2 separate regions of the Rattus norvegicus genome follow, and region 2 is linked to region 1. Evidence: chromatin contacts called from public Hi-C data. All regions are on one chromosome and are shown on one strand. Each heading gives the region's core, a stretch centred on a gene start, on an enhancer-like site or on the middle of the called end of the contact. The rest is flanking DNA. Distances are from core to core; before and after follow the strand shown.

Region 1 (7,145 bases), core at 2,781-5,280:
CACTCCTGCTTCTCTCATGGCCATGTTCAGTCTGCTACTTTCTCTCCCTTCCCCAGACTCTTCCAGATGCTGCTGACTGTTCTCTCTCTCTCTCTCTCTCTCTCTCTCTCTCTCTCTCTCTCTCTCTCTCACACACACACACACACACACACACACACACACACACGCCTTCCCCTTAACAAGACCAAAATGGTCTTATTTATTTGGTTGGTTGGTTGGTTGGTTGGTTGGTTATTTTTGAGAAGTCCATTCATGAGCACTACATCTCTATTCCTGACTGTCAACCTTGAACTTTTGATCCTCCTGGGTACTCTTCCAGGGGACCTGAGTTCAATTCCCAGCACCCACATCCTAAGTGCCAAGATTATAGACAGGGCTTCAGGGATCCTCATCGAACGTGTATTGTTTAACAAGGGCATGGCCATGTGATTGGCCACAATACCTCAGCTCCACAGTGTCGGTGCCCACACCGACGTGGTACCGAGAACTGGGGGTAAGCCTGCAGGATTAAAAACCACACATATTTGGATCGTTCGTGTTACGACAGAATGCCAAATCTGTAGCTTTAATTCACCAAATATATACCTCAAGTTCAATGGGTGGAAAATTCCAGGAAGCACAGTGGGAAAAACCGGCCTAAACCCCCAGGAACAAAGACCAAAGAACAAAAGAACAAACTACAGGAACCTTGGCCCAGGTGTACCACCCAGGTGTATCACTACTGGGCCCAGGCATTCCTTTGTTAGGAACAAAAGGCTTCTACATGCATCAGCAGGGCTCAGCAGGGGTCAAACACCGCAGGGGACCCAGGAGGGTCCCATACCACAGGTGTGTCAATGCCCCTGCTCGGCTCAGGGAAATGGCAAGGCCTTCTCTCCTGGTCTGGATGGAAACATTGATATCACCTACAACATGTGCACCATGGCTTTCTCCCCCTAGATGTATGGCCTAAACACTGCTCCTCTACAAAGACTGTCCATAGTGAGATTAGCTAAGTCCACCTCCTTGTTCAGCTGTATAGCATAAATGCTGCCTTCTTGTTCATGAGTATGTAGACCCCTACCTCTGTGTTCTGTATATAGTAAACATGGCATCCTTCCAGGGTGCTGTGGCTTCTCCATCAGAGCCCAACCCATCCAATCCCAGCTTTTCCGTATCTCTGTGGTTGTCATTTCTTCATTCCCGAATCACCCCTAGTCAAGGTTCAGGGACCCAGGTTGTATAAGGACAAGACAAGTGGCTGCCATGCTCCCAGTTTACAGCCTGCTCCCTTATTTAGGGAACAGTACCTCCCTAAAAGTCCTGTGTGTGCAATGACAAGTTGGGAGGATTTTTTTTTTAATACTTTTATTTCGTGTGTATGGATGTCATACCTGCATGTCTGTCTGTGTACCACATGCATGCCCAGTGCCTTCTGAAGACAGAAGACAGAGTGTGATCTCCAGGAACTGGAATTACAGACAGTTGGGAGGTACCAGGTGGGTGCTGGGAATCAAACTCAGGTCCTCTGGAAGAGCACCTAGTGCTCTTTACCACTAACCATTGCTCCAATCCCTGGGAGATTCATCACCATCACCGCCGCCGCCGCCACCACCACCACCACCACCACCACCATCATCATCATCATTACCTCCAAGTTTTCCTGGAGCTGGAGGAGCCCAGGATGCAAGGTCAGATATGTGCAGATGTTGGCCGCTGGAAGTTGAGAAGAAAGATCTGAGATATGAGTGGTGGGTGTGGAGAAATGTCTCACAGGTAAGGACACTTGTGTCACAAGCATAAGGATTCAGGTAACGAGCCAGCTGTGGTTGCACAAGCACCCACAACCCCAGTGCTGGGACAGAGGCAGAAAGGTCCCGGGGCTTGCTGGCTGTTGCCTAGCTCTAGGTTCAGTGAGAGAGACCTTGTCTCAGGGGAATAAAGGCAGGAAAGCGACATCTTCCTCTGGTTTTGCTCTCTGAAAAATGGATACTCCTCCTCAAACACACATGCATACACACACCCCAACCCTAGCTTTGAACATCTTAAATTGTATATAAAAGATTATTTATTTCTAGAACCTGGACTACAGAGGTGTCTGGGAAGAACACCGCTCCCAACCTGTTCTCCCTCAGACTGAGGCTAGATCTAGGAAGCCAACACATACACTGAATTAAAGGTTGTGGTCCACACACTATGAACCCTGTACCAGGTTCACTGCCCAACACTCAATAAGTCAGGGTCAAATGAGGAAACAGACCCCAAAGATCCTGATATCCTAGTCACAGAGTAAGGAGTGATTCTGGATGAGCACGGGTTCTATCTTATCCTGAGCCAAGCTCTCAGCCATCAGTCCCCTCCCCTTCCCTGCATCTAACCTAGCATATAGCCATACCTCTTGGTGGTTATTGGAGGAATCCACTTAAGGGGTTAAACAGAGAACTAAACCTTGAATGCTTTGGCGTCATGACTGTCTCGCCTTCTGTGTAAGACCCAGGTCAGGAGGTAGGAGGCTGACTGAGCCACACAGCAGGGCATGTTCACTGTGGAGCTGTGTGTACACAAGTCGGAACTGTGGCTAGAAACTAGGGGAAAGGCCACCTTGCAGATCTGGATACGTGCCATCCCTTCCTGCTCCGACCAAAAGGCTGACAGAGTTGATATCAACTGTCCTAACAAGGAAAAAGGACTGACCGATTCACCCAAGAGATCTTTTGTCTTAGGAGGGAATGAAAATATGTCTTAGAGAAAAAACACATAGTGTGTGAAGTCAAACGCTCTGTGGCCTGTGATAAAGGCTCCTGAGGGTGCTGACTGCTGATAGCAGCAGACGCTGGCCTCTGCAGAAGTGGAGGAATGTCACTGCCCCCAGCATACACAGTGACCGTGCAGGTTCTCAAACACCTACCATGCAAAGTGCTTTGCCCAACTCTTAGATGCTAGCCACAGTCTCAGGAGCTCCTAAGAAATCTCACTTTCCAGAATGGTTACTGAGGCCTGAATTTGGACCTGAGAAGCTAGAGTCAGTAAACATGAACATAGTTGGCACACACACACACAGTTGTTCACCCACAAATTCACACCCACCCCTCCCACACACATACTTGAACACACATATACAAACCATATTAACCCTTGCAGAAACAGAAATATATACCACAAATATACACGCTACACATACAGTAACACACCCTCCACACAAATATACAGTTAAGATACCACACGCAAACATATAGCACTCAATAATACTCATATAATATAATATAATATAATACTCATAGAGAGAAATGTATAATGCATACATGCTGTATGTATCACATACATATACCACAGAGGCACACACATACTGCACACACACTAGATCACCACAATGTACACATACAGAGACAAAATGGAACACGCCATTATGACCCAAAGCTTTGGTTATGTTAACTCTGAATATAGGTGATTAGTATTAAAAAAAAAAAGAGGAGAGAAAATAAAAATGCAGCAAAAATGTCATAAGCAGGAAGAATCATTGTTTAAAATGAACATATAAGATTCATTGTAACAAGAGAGTAGTAACAGAAACAATTGACATGTAATGGGTTATTCTGTTCTAACAGGTTTTGTTGTTTTGTTTTGTTTCAAGACAGGGTTTCTTTGTGTCGTTATGGCTGTCCTGGCCCTTGCTTTATAGACCAGGGTGGCCTCGAACTCAGAGATTCTCCAGTCTCTAGCCTCTTGAACCCTGGGTTGAAAGGTGAGTACCACACTAATGGTGAGTCCTGCTCTAAAGGTGATTTATTTTTTTTAAGTGATGATTCTTCAGTCCCCGTGCACTCACCACGGCTGCTGAATATTTTCCTGCTGGATAGCATTTCCTGAGTCTCTAGTATATCTTCCACCCCGCCCCCACTCTAGCCTCACATGTGTTGAAGGAGCAACCCTGCATAGCCTTTTCAGAGCCTGCTTGGACAGCGTTTGCCACTTCCTCCCTCTCTGTCTCCTTCCCTGCACCCTCCCTGCCCAGTCAGGAAAGTCCCAGGGTGCTTGCCTCACAATACAAACCGGGAAGTTCAAGGATCTGGTGGTGACCCTAGACATCAACTTCCCAGAATCCTGAGTCAGTCGAAGCACGTCACAGTTTAGCTCTGTGTGCCTAGGGGGCGCTCCAGTCCAGGAATTGAAAATCTTCACTGTTCCCTTTAGTATTTCAAGATCCGGTAGGGAAGGATTGCAGACTAAAGTTAAGGGAGCCAAGAAGGTGAGATGACAGCTGGAGTCTGTTAAGGAAGGGGTGGGTTCCTTGGGAATACACCTCTAAGGTCTCCTGTCTCTCTGAACTTCAAAGTGACCCCAGGGGACGTGGGGTACAGTTTCCCATTCTCCCAGATGCCAAATCTGAGGCCAGAAGATGGAAGTCACATACTTAACAGTCAAACCTAATTTGAAGCAATGTGTAACAGCAAATGTCAAAGTCACCCTTTGGTGGAGCAACAGGCACTATTTTGATCTTCCTGTTACACAGTATTTTTCCACCAGTTCAAAATATGGATATTATTCTGAAGATGACATTTTACTAGAGAATTAAGTAACTGCATTTTATGTTTGATTCTAAGAATACAGCAGGATATATAAAAGGCATAAAAAAATGCTCTACACTGGGATGGGATAGCGGATTTCTGGAGGGGAAACTGGGAAAGGGGTAACATTTAAAATGTAAATTTAAAAATCTAATAAAAGAAAAAATGCTCTATACAAGTGTGCATTCCCTTGAAAGCTCTCAAAAAACCAAAACTCCAAATTTAAAAACACATTAGAGTGTGATTGCTTCTTTAGAAAATGTGTCATTGGGGGTTGGGGATTTAGCTCAGTGGTAGAGCGCTTGCCTAGCAAGCGCAAGGTCCTGGGTTCGGTCCCCAGCTCCAGAGAAAAGAAAAAAAGAAAAAGAAAATGTGTCATTTAAAGAGTTTATTTTATTGTGTTATAATAGAAAATTCTCGCTACGTATTTCTTTCCTTTTTCTTTCTTCTTTTTTTTTTAAAACTTTGTTCATTTGTTTGCTTTTCAAAACAGAGTTTCTCTGTGTAGCCCTGGCGGTTTTGGACCTAGCCCTTTAGACCAGGCTAGCCTAGAACTCAGAGGTCCACCTACCTCTGCCTCCCCAGTGCTGGGATTAAAGGCATGCACCACCACCACAGCCAGCTTTTCACTAGGTATTTCAACTCTGAATGTTTCATTAAAAAAAGGAGGGGGGGTGGAACTCAAGGAAAATATTGTGGAATGTGTATAAATTCATGTATCCTTTGGGCACTCGCATGATTTACAAATTGTGTGTTACTGATTTTATTTATTTTTAAACAGCAACAAGTAGAGATATTTGTAGAATAGCAACGTTGAACCAGTCCTACCTTCCGTGCCAGCTCCTCGTGCATAAGGGGCCCTGAATTTCTGTGAGTCACTGTCTTCTCCAGAAAGTAAGAGTCTGGATCTGATGAAATGTGCATTCTGCCAACAATGTGGGGAATAAGGAATCCCCATGGTATGGAAGGCAGCTAGACTTGTCTCCACCTTCCTTTTCAGGGGCAGATTCCTCTCCTTCCCAGGGGCTCAGTTCTCTAGAAGATAATGCACTTGCAGGTGCACTGGAATATTAAATAAGATAGGAAAGGTAACGTGTCTTGGCATTGCCTGATCCATCACCGGTACTTAACCATTCTAGTTGTATCTCTACGACTCTCTCATTGGACGATTGCGTTAATATTATGAAGAACTCACTGAATGAACCTGGTGGAATACACCTGTACTCTCAGGGCTTGGAAAGCTCAGGTGGAAAGACGTGAGTCACACACACACACACACACACACACACACACACACACACACAGACACAAAGAGGGGGTGGGGGAGGGTTAGGGCATTTTTCTACAGCAGGCTGATAGTCTAAGAATGTGGGCAGAGGACTCTGGTTCCTGCTTCCACTAAAAGCCTCTGACTTTTCAGTGTGGCTGGAGCCAAAGACATTATGGGATGTAGAAAGGGCCGGCACACACTCTTGGCCTCAGCAGGTCGCTTTCGGCATCAGGATTTTCACCCTGCTGCTGGTTTGATTCTGTTTTGTTTCCTCTGCATTTACCTTTGCGCACTCGCTCGGAGCTTACTTCCCTGAGATTTCCTTGGCTGCCCCTCCCTTCACTTGTGCCACTGCTCCCTGCTTAGGTGTCCCTCAGCTCCCAGCCCCAGCATCTGGCTAATCCCTCAGGGGGCTCAGCTTTCCTCCGTGGAAATTTTTCTAACCCCTGACCACTCTCGCTATTTGTTTTCATAGCACCTTGTGCTTCTCCTCCCTCGAACTTACAAGTACCATTACATAAGCATCCGTGTCCTGCCAGTCTGCTTCCTCCACAAGGCCGAAAGCTCACAGAAGCAGTGCGCTTCTTTATCTGATTCCGTGGCATATCACAGGGCACCAGAAATGTGCGTGGAGTGAATGGATAGGTAAGTGAACGGACTCCCAGAGGGCACTGCCGTCCACAGGAGGCGACCCACCCAAGAGGAGCAGGTCTATCTTTCCACACAGAGCTCCGTCTTCGCTCTTCTTTGTAGGGCTCCTCCCACGTGTCTTTCCCCTTCGTGCTTAAAGGAATGAACTGATTTACTAGCAACAGGAAAAATCCCACCACAGGATCCTGATTCAAACTTTCGCTCAGTCATTATACCCTCTGTGATCTCTACTAATAAGTCCGATCTACTCCAGAGCTTTCTAGGCAGTTATCAGAAGGAGCAGGAGTTACTGATAACCAACTCATAGGTTCCATGGCCAATCACGTCTAATGAAGATCCTAGGCTCACCCTCTTGAGAATTCCAACCTTTATTGAGCCTCCAGTTAATCAAGTAAACAGGTAACCAGGCAGGAACTCTTTCATACCAACTTCTGTGCTTAACTAGAATCAGCCTTTCACTTTGATGGCATCTGCAATTGGAGAAAGAAAAAAAAAAAACAAAAACAAACAAAAAAAAACAACAACAACAAAAAAAGCAAAACTACGGGGTCCTTGAATTGTGGCTCAGCCGCTACTCTTACTTTTCCGTTTGTTCTTGTCTTCTCGGTGGAACAAACCACAAAACCACCCAAAGGCCCCTCGCCTGAGTGATCAGTAGTTTTCCTCTTCCAGTTCAGGCT
Region 2 (7,145 bases), core at 1,753-4,252, 170 kb before region 1:
CCATAAAGCAAATCTAAATGCTCTCTGCAGGAAAATTTGGCCAGATTTCCAGAACCTCTTGAGCTACAGAATGTCCTGAACTATTGGCCTCCCGCCCACCGCTCAGACAGTCCTGTTTAGCCACCCCTGCAACTGTATTCCTTGTCCACTTTATTCCTATGCCAGGGTTGGATTGAAGAAAATAATTAACTAGGCGCTTAAGAACTTTCCCGGGCTCCTACCAGGCACAAGGCTTTTACACTGCCTCTCCCCAGGCTTACACTACAAAACAGCATCCCTGAGGCCTTGCACCCCAAAGCCTTGCACAGTGACTTTTCTCTGCATGAGTTAGGTGCTTACCAGCTCCTGGGCTCACAGCCTAACACACAGAGGTTATGGATGGCACCTCTATAAGAGGAAGCAGAAGGCACAGGCTAAGTCATGTTCTCTGCCACAAAGCCAATAAACAGCATAGCAAATAGTTACCCTCTCGTAGTCTGATTCCGGAGTCCATTGGCTTACTGATACATCTACCATTTCTGTATCTGGTTCTTTCTAGGTTAAGTAAGATGAAGTGCTATTCAGATATAACAGGCACGAGGCATGTGAGGCGTCAGTGACCAGACAACTCCGTTGCTTGGACACTAGCTCCTGACCAGGCCTGGAGCCTCAGGAACAAAGCTCTGTAGGCACTGAGTCATAGAAAGCTGGCTGCTTGCTCTCAGCTGACACTGGCTGGGCCAGCAGAGGTCTCAGTAGATGTTTTCTGTGACTAGTAGCAAAGGGTCGTAGCCCACAATATCATGTATGTATAGGTAGCCATAGATCCCTGTGTACCTTTCTCGTGGCACATGTGTATACTATCGATAGGAACAAACCCCATGGTATGTTTCCTGGCTATTCAGTGGTAAGAACACAGCACCTGATCCTTTCCAGAGAGCATCTAGTAAAGATGAAACTCTAGAAGTCTAGGTGTGGTTGATAATCTTCTTTTCACTGTGTTCAGTCTCCGACAGAGAGTGGAACTCTGACCCCATCCTGTCAACCTCCTGCCTCGGCTATGCCTTTTCTCCCTTTAAGCCGCCATCTGATCAGGCACACTGGCACCTTGCAAACACTCTGCATCACCTAAACACTGTGACCTTCCCTACTTCTCTGCTTCTGTTTTCAAAGTCAGTGGTGAAGACTTTTCTGGATGCTTCAACCGACTCAGGAGTCCCTCCCTCAGCTCTTCCAATACACATAAATGTGTCCGTATAGACTTCGAGATTGTACATCTTCTTCTTCATCCTGTCACCAGAGACTAAGCCGAGGCTAGGCGGGTGACTCACTCAGGTCTGTGTTACTCTTGTAACTTTCCTCAGAACAGAGGTCCTGCTCTGACCTTCCTCACATCATGACCTGCACAAATCTGGTGCAAACCCTGGGTTGGCAAGAACACTGAGCTCTTGCAATATCTTGATTTGAGCATGCATTTCTCTGACTCTGGGGATATGCTAAGGTTCTTGAGTCCTTCCTAAGACCCTGAGCCAGGTCACATCTGGGCTCTCTTGATTTGTAAGTTGTGGGACTGTTGGCTCCAGCTTCTGCCAGCCTTGGAACTTAAAAACCATGCAAGGCTAGACATTCATTGTGAGGGAATCCATTTCCCTCTGGAGTCTGACACTTCTCTTGAGGTATGCAGGGCCCATTGTGGGAAGTGTTCCTCTTCTTGTGCTGGTGTGGAGGACTCTCCGGAAGTCACATCTTCTGCCTCCAGCTTCCTCCAACCATGAAGCAGTTCCCACGGATGCATGCTTCCTTCTTGTCCGTTCCTGGTAGGCGTGGAGACTCAGGTTCAACAATTGAGAAGCTCCTTTTGCTCCTACCTGATCCTTAAACTTGCTCAGAAATTGAAAGGAAATGTTTATAGTCCATCTTTTGAGAGCAACAAGAAGATAAAAAACAAAGCAATTATTTTCCATATTAAAAGGGTCACACCCATCAGCTGGTGAGATGGTTCAGTGGTTAAAGAGCACCGACTGCTCTTCCAGATGTCCTGAATTCAATTCCCAGCACCCACATGGTGGCTCACAACCATCTGTAATGGGATCCAATGCCCTCTTCTGGTGTGTCTGAAGACAGTAATAGTATACTCATATACATTGAATAAATCTTTTTTTGTTATTATTTTTAAAAGGTCATATCCAATTTTGCTTGTCTTTCTTGCCTGAACTTTTCTTTCACATTATTTGTGTATCTTATTCCAGTTTGTCCTTCCTGCTCAGAGGACACCAGGTAGAACTTGCTCTTACTCCTTAAGTTCTCTGAGTTTTGAACCCGTCTGTGCAAGTCTACATTCTCGCCATTTCTCTGTGCTTCGCTCCTATCGGGTGGTCCGTAAATACATGCTGACTTGAACCAAACAGAGACAAGTGATGGGTCAACAAGAGCTGCCTGCTGATTGGTGGCTGCGGGGAAGACATGCTTGAATGAAAGGCACCAAGAGAAACGCAGGACTGTGAGGCAACGTAGCTCTCAAAACACAATAAATAAAAATAAATAAATAAATAAATAAATAAATAAATAAATAAATAAATAGCAGCAAGGGGTGGGGGCAGGAAGGCAAGACTGTTTCCAGCTGCTTCCCTGTTCCTGCCCACCCTGCTTCAAGCCTCTCTGACAGGCATAGGGAGAACAGGGGACCATCTATGAGTAACCAGCAGGTGGCAGCGTTCACCCATGGACGAAGGACTCCCTGCACCAGGCCAGAAGGGAAGGCAACGAATTTTGTGTCTTGGGAATGACTGTGATTTGAGGGTCAGGCTGATAGTATGACTGGAGACACAGATAAATCTGGAATGCCCACTGCCCCGCACATAGTAGGTACCCATAGCCATCTACGCCTCCAATTCTCTCTTATTCCAAGCTTAGGGGTCTTGAACTGGAGGAAAAAGAGGGAAGACAAACCTTAGGGTGAGCTCGTGTCTTGGGACCTGCTGGCAGTCCCCAGATGATCCCGAGGGAGGCACCCAAACTTCTCTGTGAGATCGGTACCCAAAGACCTTGCCTTGCAACCAGAGTTGAGTGTGTCCATTCGTGTGGACTGTGTCCATCAAGCATGAAGAAGAAACCCAGGCTGTGGGGTGATACTCCCTGTTTAGCTGCCACTTGTCTGGCAGGCAATTCTTTCAAGAGTCCCCTGTGAAACCAAGGCCCATGGTAAACATCCCAGGGTTGACTCGGGTATAAGGTGAGCAGGCTACCCGGCATGGAAAACCGTGTTCTAGGGTGACTGCCGCTGGTCTTTAGAACACTTGGTCCTCATCCAGTCAGATCACACGTGGCCTTTGGCAGTAAAGCCCAGAGGAAAGAGGCACAGGTGCCATGACATCGACTTAGAAGAACTGGCCAGATTGAGCCCTCTGTGAGGAGCCCATTCTTGGTGGTTCTCTACACAAGCATCCATTTCCTGCCTCCACACTTTTGTTTGCCCTGCCGGAAAGTATTTTCCTTCACTGAGACCCTTACCACCCACCATCCGAATCTTACATTCTTCAGAACGTTGGCTTCACTCCCAGGTCAGTGGGGTAGTCTGTCCTCCATCTCCTGAGCCTTTTCCTTGAATCTGTGTAGAAACAGCTTCTCTACATACAAACCCCTTCTCGGCTGCACTAGAAGCAACTCTGAGAGACAGAGATACTGTGTTAAACCCCTGCCTCTGCCTCTGGTGGTTTGTGAGAACATGACAGGGGACTGGAGGGGACACAGTAAGTAAGGAGATAAATGCTAACTACTGTGAAGGACAGAGAAGATGGTGGTGAGTCAGCAGGGAAGCTTTGTCATGGTGGAGGGAACCAATCTGAGCCTTGAGAAGCAGATTGCACAAAGAAGTGAAGGGTTGCCAGTGTGTGATCGATCCTTTCTGAAGTAATATTGGTCTTGGAATTCTATAATGGGATAAAAGTGGTCTATGGGTGGGGTGGGCCAGTCAGTATCCATAATCTTGTTGATGCCCCAGGTTGACCCTCAAGACCACTTTCTGGAGTGTTGTGGAACCCTCTGGATAAAGCATACAAGGGTAGTAGGATCTAGGTTTCTGTCCCAGGTCCATTTCATACCAAAGACAGACATAGAACTCCAACTCAGTGCTCCTGAAATAAAGTTGCTATAGAGATGATGCCTGATGGCCGCCCAGCAAAGTGGTACCCTGACATCAGCCAGGGAAACAGTGAGTGCTAACACCCCTGGTACCAGATCCCAGGATGCTACACTTTAGTGGACTTCCTTCCCTCTTCTCTTGGGTTATTGACAGACTGTGGGCTTTAACGAACTGTTCCTTTTCCTTCAAAAGTTTGGGGTCTTTGTTCAGTGACAGCCAAGGTATCTGGAGAAGACAGTGAGTAACACTGGACAAAAACAGAGGCAATGGGAGAGTGGACCTTGTTCCCTTCCTCTTCTGCACCCCGAGTACTGTACGCCCGCCCACACATGTTCCTCAGTTTGCAAAAGACAAGGAAAGTCCAACCAGGAATTCCCCAGACAGCAACCTCAGCCATAGCCTCAGAGTAGGTGTGGGCTATGTGGATGGGGTATGTTGTTGCAAGCTTGTGACTTGTCCAGCATTGTGCCCTTTCGTTGTCTGGTCTCGCCCCCGACATCTGGGGAGAATGGCTATTCAAGGGCAGAGCGTGCTTTGCTTTTTCCAAGGAAAATGTGCTCTTTCTCAACCGTCTGATGAAGCCCTGACCATAAAAATGTGTCTCTCCCTCCTCTGCTTTTCTTTCTCCTTCAGTGCCTCTCTGTGGCCACGTTGCTAAACTCAGAAGGACAGAGAAGTCATAACCACGTGGGAGAAGGCTCCTTCCTCCCAGCACGGAGGAAGAGTGATCTGGGCTGTTGGGACAGCCATTGCTCAGAGCCCATGCTGGCCATCAGTCAGTCAGCATCCTCTAGGCTTTAAACTGCCTCCCATGAGTCACTCAGGTAACCAGGACAACTGCAGTGAAAACAAACAGCTTGTCACCCCAGGTGAAGGTCCCAGCCCAAAGCATAGTTATGACAGTAGCTGAAATCTAACAAAGTTGGGCCTGTCCCTGGGACAGTAGTAGGAAGCCATAGCAGTAGCTCTGGGAGTGGCAGCAGGAAGCCAAGGGGTGGAGGGGGCCCTGATTTGCCATTTCTGATGTCAGAATCTCCCAAAAGCTTTTCATGAAGAGGAACAGGAAGGGCAGAGTGGTGCCAGGTGAATTCCCAGGGAAGTGTTGCACCACAGGCTCCAGATCTTTCCTCTGGCCTCATCCCACACTCACATCCCAGGCTCACTCCTCTCCTACCTCTGCTGAACTTTTGAGGCCGCACCTTTGATGCCATTGTTCTGTCCTGCCTGCCTTGGAATCTTACATCCCCTAGCGCCAGTGAGGTTTGTGGCGCTTGCCACCTTGGTGGGCATTCTGTGAGCATCTTCTGGCTGAAAGAAATTTTCAAAAAAGGAAAAGAAAGCTAAGCTCACACTCCAAACAGCATCCTCAGGGGGTGGGGAGCACAGAGTGCCTGCTGCCTCAGAGTGCTGTCTGGGTGCTTGCACAGTGTGCTGAGGTGGAAGAGACTCTGCAAACACAAGCTCTTAGCTGCTGACTGTAAAGAGAATGACAGACTCTTTGCTTAGAGTACCCCTGGTTGCAGGTAGGGTGAGTCACTCTGTTGACATCTGCAGGTGTATTTGGATGTCCACTTCTTCCATAGCTTATGCCTCTCCAGTACTAACTGTGGGTCTGCCTTGGCTTTGAGCTGTTTATCACAGAGATCGGCCCGCTTCAGACAGCCAGTGAGCACAAGCTAAAGTGTGCGCCTCCTCTGCTTCTGCTTCTAGGAGCCTTTGCTGTCCTTGGGTGATGGGCTGCTCAGCCCCTTCTCTGTCCATAGTGTCACAGAAACCCTGGGGATGAGCTCTCTTCCTTCCCTCCACCCAGTTTCTCCTCTAGAGTCCGAGTGTTGTTCCCTTAGTCCTTGTAACCTACAAGATTTTTTCACACAGGGACAGCATATGTCAGATGCTCTGATGGACTGAAGAAATGGAATGTTAATAAATGACTTGAAAAAAATCTCAAGGACAAGCATTACCTTGAGCTGGCCTCTTGTATTCAACTCATGCTCAATGGCTATGCTATAGACACATGTACATAGGAATGTGGGTGCACGCGCGTGTGCGCACACACACACACACACACACACACCACCTTTCCCTCACTGTACCACCACCTTCCTAGGCAATTGGTGAGATGAATTCCCTTAGGGAAGCCACTGGCTCTGCAGATGCTGCTTTCTCAAAGTTCATGTTGCGCTTGGTGGCAAATGGGTCCTACATTTGTCCTGGTCCCAGCTGACTTATCTCCTCAGCCACCCACAGGGGCTCACAATTTCCTCCTTGCTGCAGTTGGGATGAGACTTCTTGTGTGTTAGGGTCCTGGTCCCTGAAATGGCAGAACTGAGAGCTAGAACCTCTGAGAGATGAGGCCTAGTGGGAACAACTTAGGTCATTAGAGATGTGCCTCCAGAAGGGAGTATAGTATTTCCCTGAAGCATCCCCAAGAAAGGTCTATTAGGGAAGGAGCAATCTGACCCTTCCAGCTTTCCCTTGCTTCCTTTACCAAGATGTACGTTCTTGCTCTGGAATACATTCTTGCATTTCCATCCTCATGGGACTCCACACAGCCTAGGCAGCTCTCGCCAGAGCTGAACAGCACTAGGACCTCAGACCGTCAAAACCATTGGTCATAGATAGCCTTGTTTATTTCATTATGGCGGCAACAGCAACAACAACAAAAAAACTAATACACACTTGATCTACTTCGGGGTGTCTGCTTAAATGAGTGCTGGATGATATGGGTGTTGCAAACATACTGATGCTCATCCGCAGTATGCCGACACACATACATCAGCCCTCACTGCTCCTCCCCACTCCCCTGCCCCCATTACATATGTCTGTCACAAGCATACTAAAGAACTCAAGAACGATACAGCCCTCATTTGAGCCCTGAGCTCTCTCCTACACATGGAATTTCTTGAGGTACAGATAAAGAGGGGCCTGTGGAGCATCAGCCATGTCCCGATGACGACCCCAAAAACCGTGATAGCTCATTGGATAGCTCAACTCTATACCTCACATGACATGAGGATCTAAGAAA

The links. A called contact is a pair of places that touch in the nucleus more often than the background predicts.
Region 2: a Hi-C map of mammary epithelial cells shows a contact between it and region 1, with 6 times the contacts expected there. The contact joins two enhancer-like sites. A contact is called at or near these places in 9 of 12 Hi-C or Micro-C datasets (the A7r5 cell line, the Rat2 cell line, Schwann cells and 6 more).

The regions. Positions count from the first base shown.
Region 1 is chr13:68,699,521-68,706,665 of GRCr8, reverse strand. No RefSeq gene overlaps it. Among named protein-coding and RNA genes, the nearest start is that of Glul, 130 kb to the right of the region's middle. Within about 2 kb of position 4,030, at least 40 of the 93 cell types and tissues checked have an H3K27ac peak or open chromatin away from gene starts, as enhancers often do.
Region 2 is chr13:68,867,243-68,874,387 of GRCr8, reverse strand. No RefSeq gene overlaps it. Among named protein-coding and RNA genes, the nearest start is that of Zfp648, 17 kb to the left of the region's middle. Within about 2 kb of position 3,002, at least 6 of the 93 cell types and tissues checked have an H3K27ac peak or open chromatin away from gene starts, as enhancers often do.